Regions from separate parts of the Mus musculus genome. Here all the other regions are linked to region 3. Evidence: chromatin contacts called from public targeted proximity ligation data. All regions are on one chromosome and are shown on one strand. The core of a region is the stretch at or near the end of the contact, and the rest is flanking DNA. Distances in the headings are between cores, read along the strand shown. Region 1 overlaps Myof (myoferlin). Region 2 overlaps Myof (myoferlin). Region 3 overlaps Exoc6 (exocyst complex component 6).

Region 1 (3,449 bases), core at 606-3,105, 360 kb after region 3:
AGACCAACTTAAATATAAACACTTTCCTCTCAAAGCTTTCTGTTCTTCTGTTTACTCTTTTTGCTTGCTTGCTTGCTTGCTTGCTTGCTTTCTTGCTTGCTTGCTTGATTCAATTTTTGAGACAAGGTCTTCCTATATATGCCTGATCTGGAACTAGCTATGCAGACCAGGCTGGCCTTGAACTTGTGGCAATTCTCTTGCATCTGTTTCTCAGGTCTGGGATTACAGGCACATGCCACCAAACGTGGCCTCCTTTTACTCATAAATTGCAACTTTTCCCACGCTTCCAACGAGGTACTAGCTTGCATCTCATGCATCTCATTCTAGTGTCGGAGGCCTAGGAGAACAGCCGTGTTAGGTGTTTTCACCATGGCTCCTGACACTGGCAACTTATCAAACAGGAGAGGAAATTTAGAATTCCTATGTGCAAGGCCTTCTGCATTTCCACCTGATCCACAAGTCACCCTGCAAGGTAGGAGAGGCCATCCTATTTTGTGTTTCTGTTGCTGTGATAAAACACACCATGACCAGAAGCAACCTGAGGAGAGGAAAAACTGCATTTGTCTTACATGCTCTGTTCACAAATGATCATAAAGAGAAGCCAAGGCTAGACCCTGGAGATGAGAACTGAAGCAGAGACCATGAAGGGACAGCAATTACTGATTTGTTCATCATCCCTGCTTGGCTTGCTTCCTCATACAACTCAGGACCATCTGCCCTGAGATGGCACCACCCACAGTGGACCAGGCCCTCCCATATCAATCATTAATCAAGAAAATGCCCCCACAGCCTTGCCTGCAGGCCAATCTCATCCGAGTAACTCCTCAACTGAGGTTCCCTCTTCCCAGGTGACTCTAGTTTGTGTCAAGTTGAAAGAAACTAACCAGCACTGAGTATTACTTAGAACACCGAAACCGGAGATTTTATTTGCTCATAAGCAATTAGAAAACAAGAAATGGCAATTAGAATTCCTCAGGTATGGCTGGCTCTAAAGCCCAGGGCCTTTACTCTGTAATGGCCAATTAGAAGTCAGTTGATAAAGGCTTAAAGTGGCAGATGTCCCACAGCTGTTTTTTTTGAACGAAAACTGTGCTCAAAGTACAGCCCTGTTCAACAGAGCAGCTGTTCCACCGAAGCTTGCCGTGAGTAGGGAGACGGTTGTCATGCCACAGTGTTCTGGGTAGTATCTGTGTTATAGACCAGTACACGTTTCACATATGAATCTTCAGCAGGAAGGGCAGCGGCTTCATGTAGTTCTTTTCAAATAGAAGAATTCAAACACATCAATTTATCTGGATAACAGGAGCTACAAACCGGTTGTGTTCAGTTCAGTATCAGGAATGTGTGGAGCAGTTGTTCCTTTACCTAGATCCACCCACAGGGCACATGAAAGAATTCTAAGTGTAATCCTTCCTGAACAACGGAAGATGGGCCAATCACCGTGGCCCCTTTCAGGATTAACAGACAGAGGCTTTGTTATTCCAAGATGTCTCTAACCTCCTTCCATCTCTTTCAGTGGCCAATGCTGAAAAAGCATATTCAACATCCATCAATCTATCAGTTGTTGGAGAAGGCATAAATATGCCACTTGGACTGGTCTTAGGAACAGAGAGAAACCAGTGACCAGAAAAGAAGCCAGGGAAGTGCCAGTGTCCTGACTGAGAGCATATGGGTAAGCTATGTTGTGGAGGAGGGAAGGAAAAACAGGACAAGCTAATTAATTTCTAAAAGCAACTGTGGTTTTGTAGATGACTGAGAGCCAAAGAATGTGCCTTTGGGAAATGTACAGTCCCCAGGCTTCGGCAGGGTGGGGCCACCATCCTTCAACAGTTAGTCTCCAAGCCCTTTTCTCCCGGAAGTGAGGAGAATGACTCAGTAGATTAAACAGTTTTGCTTTCTGAAGTATTTGTCAATACAATACCATGGTTCTACTGAAGTACCCAAGTTTCATGACCATCATTACCTGTGAAGAACTGTCTAGACTCTACAACATACCCTAGGTAGATCAAGATTCTATATGGACAGCTTACCTCCATAGTCTACAATGAATGGACCCTGTGAGAGATTTCACCACTCCGAATGGAATCTCACAGCTTCTTAAAGCTTATCTAAAAGATTCTTTTAGAATTTACCTCTGGACAGTAGGGGTTGGCTCAGTGGGTAAGGTACTTGCTGAGCAAGGGCAAGGGCCTGAGTTCAAATCTCCAAAGCCTACAGAAAGTTGGGCACCGTATGACCCTATAATTCCAACTCTCTTACAGAAGAGATAAGAGAATCCCCCAGAAACTTGTGGGCCATCTACAAACAAGAGACCTGCCTCAAACAAGGTGGAAGATGAGAAGTGTCATTCAAGGCTGATCTTAGACTCCATTCATGCACCACTGGTGTGGACATTGTACACACATACACACATCACACACAAACAGATACATACACAAAAAGAAAAAGGAAGGAAGGAAGGAAGGAAGGAAGGAAGGAAGGAAGGAAGGAAATGCCTCAAGATTTTGAATGTTTCTCACACAAGGAAATACAAAATCTTGAGGTGGTAATTAAGCCAAATTGCCTTGATCTGATCATCACACACACACACACACACACACACACACACTCACACTCACACTTACTATGTTCCCTAAGATGGTTTTGAATGGAAGCTTGGGTGCAAAGTGACCCTATCACAAGGACAGGATAGGAAACCTGCTGTTGTGGCCGCCATGTTTCCCTGGAAAGGGATGATCCTATGAATAAAACACTGCTATGAATAAAACACGCCAGCGTATGAGTATACAAGAAAGGTTTCTCTCTATTAACCTTTTCAAAAGACTCTTTTCATACAAAAGCAAGGGATGAAACAGAGGGGAAAAGGAAAGTATATGGTAATATCCAGCTAGCAAAATGACCTTTAAAGGGCTACAGGCCAACAAACAAACTAAAAAATCCCCACAGCACCAACCCTTCAGAAGCGCACATGCTCACAAGGCTGGAGCAACTTGTCTGCCTACAGCAAGAGGATGTAAGAGATTCAAACCTAATTGTTCAGACTAACACATCAGGCGTGATGGCAAGTCCCAGCATTCAGGATAAGGAGAACTGGAGAACGAGGAAGATCAGAGGTTCAAACTCATCCTCAGATAGCTCTGGACTTGACGATCATCCTGGGCTACATGAGCCCCTGCCTCAATTAAATTGATTGGATCAGTGGTCCCTAGGAAGACTGCAAACACAGCAGGAAGAGTTGTCATTTTTCAGTTGTTTAATCCCTTTTATGCTTTGGTTTACTTTATTTGACCGTCATTCAAAGAATTAAGATCTGATATTAACAAAAATTAAACAAAATTTAATTGTTTTCTTTTATTGTTTGTGTTTGTGTCTCTCTGTATGTATGTATGCATGCATGTATGTATGTATGCATGTATGTGAGTGTGTTGGGGGGTGGTTAGGGGACAAGT
Region 2 (3,100 bases), core at 221-2,720, 330 kb after region 3:
CACCTTACCCTCAATACACACAACGAATGAAATGTGTTCTCTTCCTTTTCTTTTAAGGAAAAACCATCTGGCTTTGTCTAAATGTGGTGTTTGCCTGGTAAGATGGGAAGGAAACTCATGTTATCCTTCAGTCTGTGATTTGTGGTGTAGTTCTACGAGTAAGATGCTGACATCATACCCTTGAACATGTACTGATTTGCTTTTGTTAAAGCCAGCTAGAGCCAGAATGACCAGGGCCTCTTATCAGTGGTAAATCAATCTGAGAACAGGCAGGGTGCTGCTGTGGCTCGGCTATGCGGAACTGAAAAGAGGCCTGGCATGGGATTGAACCAGCATCTGAGACCAGATCAATGCATCTCCCACATTACCTAGTGTCCTAGGGGACAAAATCACCCAGGTTGAGAATAATTCCTGTGTAGCCCAAGTGTTATGCCCTAGTACGCTCTCTCTCTCTCTCTCTCTCTCTCTCTGTCTGTCTCTCTTTGTCTCTCTCTGTCTCTGTCTCTCTGTCTCTCTTTGTCTCTGTCTCTGTCTCTGTCTCTCTCTCTTTCTCTCTCTCTCCTTGCCTAAGTCCCTCAATTCTTTGAGCCACTGTATTGTTGGCAAACAAATGGACAGACATGAATAACTTCACAGGTTAGGCTTATACATATGATATATCCCATACAGGTCTATTTAGGAAACTACTGTATGTTAAGTATTTCTTTTTTCTTACTTTACCAGTTCTTGAGGTGTGTGTGTAAAACTCCTAGAATTGTTTTGGAGACATCATAATGAAAGGCAGGGTTTCTGCCTTCAAAATTATAATGTCACAGATCACAACTGATTCACACACAGTGTAGAGGCAAAGATGAAGACAGTAAGAGAATAAAATATACAGTGAAGTCACCCGGTGCAGTAGGGGACAGTGGGGCTTGTGGCTAACCAGAAAGAACAGGCTTGAGTACACACAGAGCCTTTTGCTCATCTTTTTATGCAGTGGAATGGCTAGTAACCTGTTCTGATTCAGTTTGCTGATTCGTTCCCCAGAAGAGTGCAGTAACAGAAGACAGGGCAGGAATGGCGAGGAGTAAAAGGAGCCAATTATATACTCTAACCTCAATCCCTTCTAAGCAGCTTGAGTCCCGTTGCTAAGGTTTGCTTTCTCATCATAAAACCCTGGTGGTTTTGCTGTGGGGGAGGGCATTTAAAGGAAAATTTGATGTGTGTGTGTGCGTGTGTGTGTGCGTGCGCGCGCGCGCTTGCGTGTGTCTGCATGTGCGTGCGGAGTAAAGACTGTGTTTTGAGAACATCCTGGAAAGACTAATCTCGAAGATATTTGACAGTGAGGCTGTGTTGAGAAAGATGTAAACACAGATACAGCTTCTGAGACCTTTGACTGACCCGAAGGAAGCACTGCCCACTGCCAGAGCTGCAGTCCTATGTCTCGCCTCGCAGGTCAGCCAGCCAGGCCTGTTTTCTGGGGCGTTGCCTAGATACAGAAAACGGTGAGAACATGGGGAATGATAACTTGACCTCCTACACGAGGGACAGGAACAGCTCAGTCCGACTATAAGCTGATTTCCTTTAAAGGAGGTGACCCTCAGCCTGGGATCTCTATTACTAATGTGATACTGTAAACAGGCCAAGATGATAAGATGTGTGGGTAAGAGGGACGCTTCGCCCTGTGGTTCACAGAAAAACAAGAGTCTCCCATGGACTGCTCCCAAGGCGCTAACAGATGGGCTACAGTCCCAAAAGGAAGCCACCATGGAAGAAATAAATGCCCAGGCCTTGGCCCAGCAGCTCTCCTGGGAGAACTAACAAGCTTCAGACGCATTAGACACCAAAGGGAACCTAGGACACTGCGCCTTCAGTCTGTGACTGACATCAAACTCAGAGGCAGGCCTCTATGCATGACACAGAGCTACTTCTAAGCCCTGGGAATGACCTGGCAACTGGGTGTTATACCTGGGGCCTGGGGGAGTTGAGAGTCAAGCTAGCTATCTTAGTTAAGCAGTGTCAGTTAAGAACCTCTTCATCACTGTGTTTATCTGGAAACATATACTTGGTTTTAAAAAGAGGAATGGAAATGTTTTTCCCACAGCCTGGGCCCCCATTCACAGCCACATGCCTCTGTGGTGAATAAGGACCCTGCTGGCTGAGGGCCTTAGCAGGGGCGCTCCCATATACAGCTCACCAGGTCCCTTCTCTGTGTAACCGGGACATCACCACGGGGATTGCTGGAAATCCCCTCCACAGAGGAAAGGCCTGTTGGAGGCTTGAACATCAACTGGACACTCTCTGTTGCTGCTTTTAGGGACTGTAAGCAGCCAGCCCTGCCACCCTCTGGGAGGAATCATAGCCTACAGCTGGGCTGGGGCCAAAAAAAACTTTCCAAACCTCAACAGTTCCCAAATGCCCTGTGGAAGATCTGAGAAGACCAAGCTATCCCATTCTTTGAAGGCCCTGGCTCTGGCTGCCCGAGTTTGTCATTTTAGCCAGGCCTGTAGCACTTTGCATGGATTTCCCACACTGTTCCCTCCTCTGGGCCTATGCCCATCAAGTTCCTCCCTGGTCCTGAGAATAAGGAGTGAGCCAAGCGTGCTCCTTAAAACAAACCTGACGGCCAGGAGAAGCAAGGCCGCAGACGAAGGCTGTTTGCAAAGCCAGATTTTCTCCTAGGAGCCTTCTCCGAGATAGAACATGTACTTCTGTCTTAGGTTCAGATCTGACAAAGGACCCTGCTGAACCCTGGATATCTGATTAACCATCTTAATAACTGGTCAGACTCTTTATCTCTGCCCCCACCCACCATGTGACTGGGGATCACCCTGAACTGCCTTCAGCAAGAATCCTGTTATGTTGGTTTAGCCAGAATTTCCCTATCCCGGTTAGTTCCTCTCAAGAATTTCCATCCACTGCCCCTTCCCTGTCCCTTGGCTGTAAGTTTGATGTGGCTGAGTTATGTGGGGTCTTGAGCCCCATCTCTCTCTTCTACTGTAGTTCAACTGGCACTGGCTCGTCTACCTGTGGTGATGGCTCTGGGTACTCTTGCTCAACACACATTGACAGCTGACACAGGGGTTTCTTCCTGGGCACAGCTGTAATAGCAGGTCAT
Region 3 (3,225 bases), core at 438-2,937:
CATCACACAGCATAGCTTAGCACTGCAAATACTTTATGGAAGGCCTGGTGTGCGGCTTATGTGCTTTTTTTTTTAAAGATTTATTTATTTATTATATGTAAATACACTGTAGCTGTCTTCAGACACTCCTGACAGATGGTTGTGAGCCACCATGTGGTTGCTGGGATTTGAACTCTGGACCTTCGGAAGAGCAGTCGGGTGCTCTTACCCACTGAGCCATCTCACCAGCCCGCTTATGTGCTTTTAATCCTAACACTCAGGAGGCAGAGGTGGTAGGTCTCTGAGTTTGAGGCCAGCCTGGTCTACATAGAGTTCCAGTCCAGCCAGGGCTACATAGTGACACTTTGGCTCAAATAAATAAAGAAAAAAGGAAGAAAGGAAAATTTAAATAATAAAAAGAGGAGAAAGGAAAGAAGGAAGAAAGGGAGGGAGGGAATAAGGGAGCGAGGGAGGGAGGGAGGAAGGGAGAGAGAGAGGGAGGAAGGAAGGGAGAGAGAGAGAGGAAGAGAGAGAGAGAGGAAGAAGAGACATGCTTCAAGAATATTTTGCTTCCACAGTGAATGACTTAAAGGCTGATGCTTGTGAACAAGTGCGGCACACAGCACCCTGAGCTCACCCATAGTCCCCACAGAGGGAGAGCAGAAGGGAGCAGAAGGCACGGCTGAAAGCAGGCTTGGGAAATGGACATTTGAATAGAGAAGACTTGGGTAAAGACAGCTTAAAGGCTGTTAACCTTGGGAGACAAGTCAAAGAGGAAGCAAAAGGAAAACTTTTGTGTTTTAAAACAGAGTGTTTTTTTGTAGTGTACGCTTAAACTCCTGCCTCTCCTGTTCATGTGTTGGGGTTACAAAGTCCACCACCATGCCAGGGTTTCTAAGGTGCCGGGGGTTGAATCCAAGGCCTCATGCATGCTAGGCCAGCACTCTATTGATTGAAGCCCACCACTAGCCCTTTGTGTGGATTTTGACTAAGTTTATTGTGACTCTATCTAAAATTCTCTCCTAAGCTTCATCTAGAATTTTCCTAATGTGGTATTTTCACAGAAAGAGGAAAGTCTGGTGCCCAGTGTGGCTTGCTCAGTAAGTGCTTTCTTCTTCAATTCCCAGTAGCCAATTACTGGGGATTTGTTTGGAGGGCAAGTGTCCATCCTCAGTGTTGTCTTGGGCTTAGGACTTGTTAAAGTCTCTGAAGCGCTCTAGGAACCTTGTGTCAGCTTTGTGTCTTGAAGGCGAAGGAAAACCGATCTTCTGGTTTACTTTTGGATTTTGTAGAGCAACCCTGAGGTCCCAGGTGGATTTAGTGTTTGGAAAAGGGAACTTGGGGGACTAACGCTGCCTGAGCCCCCAGGTCACTCTTCACATTTACAAAAGCAAACCTGGTGTCCCCAGTTGCTTCTCTCTTGACTCTTATTTATCTTCTGTCTTGGGTCACTGCCCCTGAGGTGCATCAAAAGCAAACTCCAAAAGACCAAAAACAAAGAAAACTAAACCAGATTCAAGGAAAAATGACCCGGCACCGTGGATTTGGTTTTACAAAGGCTCCATAGAATGGCTTTAAGTCTGCCTGCATTGTGCTGTTTGCACAGAGTGATTCACAGGTTTGAGACTCCAAGAATCTACAGATTCTGAACAAGTCCATAGGATGGGACACTGTCAGCCAGTGAGATGGATCAGCATGGAGGAATTCTCAGTGATTCTGAAGTGATTCAACTATTTCCAGCATATATATGGGACCACTGTGCAACCATGGCATTCCTTAAGCTGATGGTTTTGTTTGTGGACACACAGGAAGCACCAAGGAAGTAAAATGTAGAACAGACTTACAGATGTTGGCAGGACTCCACCTGATGTGTTACAGTTGTTCTCCAGGGTAACTTTGAATCCTTACTGAAAAAGGGACGCTAATTTTAAGTGGTCTTTCAGACTGGGTTGAGATGGAATGGAAACGTGCTATTTTGTTCCTTGGTTTTATGTGATCCATACCTTGATTACCTCCCAAAAGACTTGAAGAAGCATCTTGCTTGGCTATTGGAACAAACCCACTTACAGAGCTTAATACTGATCCTTATTACCATGTGCCTTACTTTATCCTTTAATAAGCATTTGCGGAGTTGCTTTTGGATAATGTGGTGATGCTTTGTTTTTGTTCATGTTCAGGCTACATCTTTGAACTCTATGTATCCATGGTAACTAATAAATTCACGTGTTGAGACCATGTCTTACTGTCCCCCTCCCCATAGGACTAAAGGATTTATTGTTTTGTTTGTTCACTGCCATCTGAAGGAAGCAACACTTGAAATGGAGTGATGTTTTCTGTAATAGCGGCTTTAATATTAAAAATGCAGCATCCTGTGAAACCCGGACAGCTTGGAGAGGGAGTCCCCCCCAAGGAGAGGGGATCCCCAAGGAGAGGGAGTCCCCAAGGAGAGGGGGTCCCAAGGAGAGGGAGTCCCCAAGGAGAGGGGGTTCCCAAGGAGAGGGAGTCCCAAGGAGAGGGGGTCCCAAGGAGAGGGCATCCCCAGGGAGAGGGCGTCCCCAGGGAGAGGGGGTCTCCAAGGAGAGGGGGTCCCCAAGGAGAGGGAGTCCCCAAGGAGAGGGAGTCCCCAGGGAGAGGGTTCCCCAAGGAGAGGGAGTCCCAAGGAGAGGGCGTCCCCAGGGAGAGGGGGGTCCCCAAGGAGAGGGGGTCTCCAAGGAGAGGGGGTCCCAAGGACAGGGCGTCCCCAGGTAGAGGGGGTCCCCAAGGAGAGGGAGTCTCCAGGGAGAAGGCGTCCCCAGGGAGAGGGGGTCCCCAAGGAGAGGGAGTCCCCAAGGAGAGGGAGTCTCCAAGGAGAGGGGGTCTCCAGGGAGAAGGCGTCCCCAGGGAGAGGGGGTCCCCAAGGAGAGGGGGTTCCCAAGGCAACGGCAGGGTGTGGGGTGAAGGCCTGAGTGGAGCCCTGTGGGGCCTGGAATAAAGCGCTGGTCTTGTGTTACCCTTTCATTTCAGTAGAGATGTATTTTTCAAAAGGCTAGGCATAGTGGGGCAAAGCCTTTAATACCAACACTCAGGAAGCAGAGGTGGGTTGATCTGCTGAGCCGAGCCTGATGGACAGAGCACGCTCTGGGCCAGCCAAGGCTACATAGTGAGAAGATGTCTCAAAAGAACAAAACCAAAAAAACAAGATAAATAAGAAAGGACTTGGTGATTGTTAGGGATGGGTCCTTGGTCAGCTGTCCAGAATGCTAGAGC

What was found.
Region 1: a targeted proximity ligation map of pancreatic cancer cells shows a contact between it and region 3. A contact is called at or near these places in 5 of 39 promoter capture datasets (the HPC-7 cell line, cranial neural crest, embryonic stem cells and 2 more), 1 of 484 Hi-C or Micro-C datasets (myocytes), 4 of 130 datasets of targeted methods (embryonic stem cells, extraembryonic endoderm stem cells and pancreatic cancer cells) and 1 of 9 other capture datasets (embryonic stem cells).
Region 2: a contact with region 3 is called in a targeted proximity ligation map of pancreatic cancer cells. A contact is called at or near these places in 2 of 39 promoter capture datasets (the HPC-7 cell line and embryonic stem cells), 1 of 130 datasets of targeted methods (pancreatic cancer cells) and 1 of 9 other capture datasets (embryonic stem cells).

Annotation. Positions count from the first base shown.
Region 1 is chr19:38,036,681-38,040,129 of GRCm38.p6, forward strand. The region is part of intron 1 of Myof (myoferlin); the gene reads right to left. Among named protein-coding and RNA genes, the nearest start is that of Myof, 5.2 kb to the right of the region's middle.
Region 2 is chr19:38,002,736-38,005,835 of GRCm38.p6, forward strand. All of the region lies in intron 3 of Myof (myoferlin), which reads right to left. Among named protein-coding and RNA genes, the nearest start is that of Gm52396, 11 kb to the right of the region's middle.
Region 3 is chr19:37,675,079-37,678,303 of GRCm38.p6, forward strand. The region is part of intron 20 of Exoc6 (exocyst complex component 6); the gene reads left to right. It overlaps Gm32342 (a long non-coding RNA gene), which reads right to left. Exons shown (of 3, transcript XR_003952929.1): 3 at 2,309-3,225. Among named protein-coding and RNA genes, the nearest start is that of Cyp26c1, 9.0 kb to the right of the region's middle.